2 separate regions of the Hordeum vulgare genome follow, and region 2 is linked to region 1. Evidence: chromatin contacts called from public Hi-C data. All regions are on one chromosome and are shown on one strand. The core of a region is the stretch at or near the end of the contact, and the rest is flanking DNA. Distances in the headings are between cores, read along the strand shown. Region 1 holds the start of LOC123401819 (FGGY carbohydrate kinase domain-containing protein). Region 2 holds the start of LOC123401611 (calmodulin-binding protein 60 B-like).

The links. Hi-C and Micro-C count contacts between places; a contact is called where the count stands out from the background.
Region 2: a contact with region 1 is called in a Hi-C map of leaf, with 6 times the contacts expected there. The contact joins the promoter of LOC123401611 here to the promoter of LOC123401819 in region 1. A contact is called at or near these places in 3 of 6 Hi-C or Micro-C datasets (leaf and seedling).

Annotation. Positions count from the first base shown.
Region 1 is chr6H:122,077,298-122,080,180 of MorexV3_pseudomolecules_assembly, forward strand. LOC123401819 (FGGY carbohydrate kinase domain-containing protein) reads right to left here and starts at 1,440. Exons shown (of 15, transcript XM_045095668.1): 1 at 1,278-1,440; 2 at 760-839; 3 at 555-672; 4 at 262-440. The coding sequence starts at 1,335.
Region 2 is chr6H:122,552,691-122,555,573 of MorexV3_pseudomolecules_assembly, forward strand. It overlaps LOC123401611 (calmodulin-binding protein 60 B-like), which reads left to right and starts at 1,485. Exons shown (of 7, transcript XM_045095445.1): 1 at 1,485-1,793; 2 at 2,837-2,883. The coding sequence starts at 1,705.

The DNA of each region.
Region 1 (2,883 bases), core at 190-2,689:
TTGTTAATTTCTTCAAACCATCTCCAGTTGCAGAGAGTAAACATTGCGATTTTCAGGTTTCAAAATGATAAAATTCTGATTTGCCAAGACTGGGAAATGAAATTTCCAGAAACATAGTGTGATTACCATTATCAGGCAATAAACACAATGATTGACATTTCCAACAGCATGCTCATATTCTTTTAAAAATCATGAATCAGGAAGTCAAGAGTTAGCACAATCATGATGCAAACCATATTGCATGAAAAGAGAAGCAGATACCTTTGGAGCTTGCATTTCTGGAGATACGCCCCCACCACAGTACTGCAATACCGGTGAATTGCGAGCATTAATTCGATCAGCCTGGTCAACAGCCCTATGGTCCATCCACACGATGATGTTCCTTCTTGCATCAGCACTCCAAGAAACCGAAACAGGGGAACCATCAGCATCAACAGCAACTGCAAGCAACACACTATGTTATTATCAAGTCGGTGAATTCCGAGTCACCTGAAGACACAACACTTCCCATTCGGAAGTCAACTCAAACAGCTCATATGGAGAACAGGGCAAACCAAGGGAGCAAGTAGCGGCGAATCCAAGGCCAGCGACATCCTCAGCTGCGACATTTGCAAGCGAGCACGCAGATTTTACAGCAGTGCACACCGCAAGCCAGATATCTGTCGATGATTGCTGGTGTGCACCGCCCAGAATTAGCAAGGTGTTACTTGATTCATTTGAAAATCATGCAATACACTAAACGGATCAGAGGTTACTAACCTCGATGCAATCTTTCTCTTTCCATATCTGTATCGGGCTGCTCGCTGAACCCAGCAGCTTACCCTTCTCATCGAAGACACCTGCATCAACAGCCAACAAAGAATCAATAACACCAACCTAATTACCTGCTACGCCTGCCAAGAATGAACTCCTTTCTGGCTTTCTCAAGGCCGGGTATGCCCAGTGTCAAGAATGCTCTGTTCACACCTAACTTAAATTACCCTTCATCACATCCGAGAGAACGATTGAGGGAGAACTACAGGAACAGCACAGCTCCTCCCATGAAAACAACATTTAGTTCGTCACTCTGAGTGGACAACTAGTAATACTCTTGAGTAATTAAAAAGAAATCCTCGGATGTGAAATTTCCTCCAGAATATAAGAGTTGCTTCGCCACAGAAGCAGCAGTGCTAGTGCTAGCCTACTCGCGAATCAAGAAACAGCCGAAGTCTACCTAGTAAAAAATAGTCAAGAAAAAGGGAGGGCCGTTGGATGAAAGGATTCAGAGGGTGACGAGCCTGCGCGAGCGCTCCCAGTGCCGACGTCGACGCCGAGGAAGACACCGCCGTGGGACATGCTGCCGGCGGCGACGAGCGGAGGCGGGGAGCGTCCACGTGGGCGTGGCCTGCGTCGCGTGCGTTTGATCTGATCCGTTTGCGCTGGCCCAGTTGTCAGAGCAAATTTTGCACCCCGAGAGGCTGAGAAGTGAATAATAGTTGGGGAGTGCTGTGCGCGGGCTTTCGGCCGGCCGCGCTCGGGCCCGCACAATCCATCAACCCGCGCGTCTGCACCGATCTACCAACCCCGCTCGTCCGTATCGTTGGATCCCTATGCAACATTTTTTTCCCCGATGCAGCAAAATTTCGACGTGATGCAGCAATTTTTTCAACATTTGCAACAAAAAATAAAATTTATATAAAAAAAATATCTACGTGATCGTAGAAAAAAAACAAAGTTGATGGTGCATGGTAGCAAAAGTCAAACCCCGGTTGTAACAAATATTTGCGTGACGTGTATGCAGCTTTTTTAGTGAACGGTTGCAGCAAACAATAATGTCGGTTGTAGCAAAAATTAACACGGTTGTAACAAAAGAAAAAACATCGATTGTAACGAAAAAATCCGACGAACTGAAGTTGCAACCAAACGTATATGCAGCTTTTTTACTGCACAACTATAGCAAAAAAATAATGCTTGCAGCAAATATGACGTTGGTTGCAACAATTTAAACAAAAAATGTTGCATGCCTAGTCAGCGGACGCGCGCGGTCGCGTGCGGCTGACCGGCGCCCCGGCCAAAAACGTTTCCCATAATAGTTTGGCTCACACAAAAAAGCAGAAAATGTTGCAAATCCATGTGATCCCCAAACAAATGCTAAATCCATTTGATCCCCTGGAGTTGTTGACATTTTTTATGTCGCGAGTTAAGTTAGATTTAATGAATTAGAATGTTTGTGGTTTGAACAGTCCGGTAAGATGAAAAACGTTTGAAAGAATTTGTAGATTCCGGTAGACCGGGGATTTGTTGTATCTAGGAGGCCAAACTTGATGTAGTTGATCATTTTATGATTATGTAATGCTTTGGGCCATCGTATGATGGCTTCTCGTACTTATCGGTTGTTGGAACCAGGGGTGGTATCATTTTGGTGTGAGATTCCTCGGTGGCACACATATCTAATCACATGTGTGATACAAACTTCATCACAACCTATGTGGAGCCAACGGAGGGCTTGACTTGGTGGCTATATGTGGTTTACGGACCGCAAGAAGACCAGGAAAAAGTTAATTTTTTGGAGGAGCTTTCGGCACGACGCCTTCTTTGTCCTGGTCCGTGGCTTCAGATTGAAGATTTTAATCTCATTTTGCAAGCGACTGACAAGAATAATATCAACCTGCACAGGAGGAGGATGAGCAAGTTTAGATGATTCATTGATTCCAACGGTTTTAAGGAGCTCTTTCTGCATGGACGTGCATTCACTTAAAATAATGAAAGAGAGGTGCCCACGCTCACGAAAATTGACAGGGCGTTGGTATCGGTAGACTGGGAGTTGGACCACCCGGATTGTGTGCTACATGCACTATCCACGACCATGGCAGACCACTACCCGCTGCATCTAGCTTTGGACGG
Region 2 (2,883 bases), core at 235-2,734, 480 kb after region 1:
TTTATCGTTTGCTTTCGTCGGTAGATGAACCTTGCTCTTCTTCATGATGATTGTATGTATTGTATTGATGTGACTCTGTTGTAGCTTGTGGCGAGTGTAAGCCAACTCCTTATACTCATTTTTTCAGTACATGTACTTGTAACGATATCCATTCTTGCGAAACGACGAGATGCATTTCTATCCCTGTCGAGGCCCTCGCGCCAAAATAAGGATAGGACCGCATCTTGAACGTTACACGTCCGCATCACTTCAATGTGTTGCGGGCGGTCGTTTGGAAACAACTGGCTACGACAGAGTTCGGTTGGTCTCTAGCGGCTCGAGCGTCGAGTGAACGCTGGAGCCGCTCGAGGCGCTCGCGCTCGGCCAAGTTGGCCAATCGTGCGTTCTCCAGCGCGATCTCCTCCAGGCTATTTTCGGTGATGGGGGTGCGAAGGACTCGATGAGCAGCTGCGAAATATGGTGGTGGCTGTCGTCGTGGCAACGCTCCCTGCCGTCACGCTCGAGAGAGTTATCAGAAGCGTGGTCATGGTTGTTTCCCCTGTTGGTGTCGGTCATTAGAATCTCAGCTGCACCCCTGCTGCTGTCGCAGTCGGAGTCGCCGAGTGACTCCTCGCTCGACGAAGGGAAGAGGCTGACGGTGGGCTCATCAGAACTGAGCATGGCAACCTGTCCGGAGATGGCCTGGTTGGCCATAGCATGCTTGATCCATCGCTGCATCTGCGAGTGCCCAGAGCGCTTGTGACCGACGGCAGCGGGTCGTGGTGATGCCGAGTGATGTGGCGCCGATGGCTGCCGAATCAGGACTACGTGCGCTACCGCGCTGAAGTGCGACGAACCTCGCGCGGGGAGGGCGTCGGTGTCCAGTGATACATCCTGCAGCCACGCTAAATCGTCGACGATGAAGCTAAGGAAACCGAAGAGGATCTCTCCGTCGAGTGTCATCATGATGGCGAAAATGTGGAAAATCTCCAACTGCGCTGAATTTGCTAGAAGCGCAGCCCCACGATGGGCGTCAACTTTCGTGGGAATGATCCTGACAATAGTATCAGGAGTACAAACTAAGGGGCGAAGTCTAGCTAGACGCAGTGGATGAACTCGGATTTACGAGTTCAACCCCACTCGGAGGTGGTAATAGCTCTACGTCTCGAACCGAAAGGCTGATGTTTGCTTATAGGGTGTAAAAGATTACAAGTGATGAACCTTGAGCCGGTATCCGAAAGTGGCTTATATAGTGTTGTCATGACCGTCCGAGCACCGTTACAAGGCAATAAATGATAATAAAGAGAAAGTTACAGGTAACAAAAGCCTTAATCCCTGATGTTACCGGTAACGCGGGCTTTCATGGACCTTCATACGTGTGTTTAAATCCTTGACCGTTGCAGCCCCTTCGTCCTCCCTGACTTGCTGTGGACCGAGCGCGGAAAGGGTCCGATTGTTGCAAAGTAGACCGAGTAATTTCACGTGATCGAGTGAAAGCACAATGACCGAACGAGCTTGAGACTATTAGCATGGCTTGTCACTGTCCTTACGGATAGTTTGGTGGCCTTATGGAAACGGGTCATCCAGCGCCCGGCCAGGCGACCGCGGCCGATCAATCTCCTCCGGTGCGCGGAACCGGTCAAGGCGGCGGCGGCGCTCGCGCGAAATCTGGAGGCAGGCCTCGCTCTATTCGGTGCGGGCGCCGGCTAGGGTTCGCCCCCGGCGATGAACGAGAAGCGCGGGCTGGAGGCCGCCGCCGCCGCCGGCGACGGCCGCCCCGAGGCTAAGCGGTCGCGCCCCCCGGCTCTTGCCAGGTCAGGAATTCGTCGAGTTTTGGTACCCCTTTTAAGTGCGTGCGTGATGTGATTTTTGTGTGTCCGTGCCGATTCAGCCGCGCGAGTTCTAGCCAGTGTAGCTGCTTGGGTTCGTATGGTGGCAAAGGCTTTCGTGATTTAGCGCCGGCTTACGTATTTATAACTGGGATTTGGGAATTCATCTTCAGATTTATTGCTCGTGATTTGGTGCCGTCTAGCTGAAAATCTGAAGATGTGTTTTTTTTTTCATTGACAAAGGGTCGTCAGGTTGTTATTAGCGGGGTGATGATTAGTCTCCTAGTTGCTGCGTCTAACCGTAGCTTTGGAACTTCAGTTATGGTTTTGATGACCATGGGCGTTTTGAAGTTGCTTAGTATTAGAAACAGTTTGAGCTGGAACTGGTGTGACCTGCTGGGAAATGAGTGAATTATTGGTAACTTGTTGGTTAACTGTTGAGAGAAAGGAGAAGATCCGTTATAAGTAGTTTCAGGAGCACACTCGTGACCACGTTATAAGCATCAAGGACGTACACTCAAGGACGCCTATGCTTACCACTGAAAACAATTTAAGAAAAACGGTACACATCATCCATCACATATTAGGACAAAATCAAATGCCAGGCTTGTTCTGTAGCTTTAACTCCAGGCTTGTCATCCACTCTATTCTGTTGTTAGTATAATATTTTAACCTCATGCACATAAGTTAAGCAAATACATAAGATTACCACTATGGCCATGTTAAAATTATCTCATTGAACTTGTTCATCTACAAAATACCCCAACTGTCCAACTGACAAGAATCTCCCTAGTTAATGGCAAGAACCATCTCTAAAGCGCTATCTTCTGGGTGTTATGTTTATAGGCAAGTAACACATGATGGTATTGCCAGTAACTTGATGTTTGTGGTGTGCAATGTAATTTGGCTTCACGCATGATGCTATATCCTTGCAAAGTATGTAAACTTTGAGGTCTAAAAGGTGAAATGTTCTTCTTTGGGAGCCACGTTGATACTAATTATCTGCTACTGATTGGAATATAATGCAGGTCTTCTCCAAAGCGAATTGAAGGTCCTGGTGGAAAAAATCTGCAAC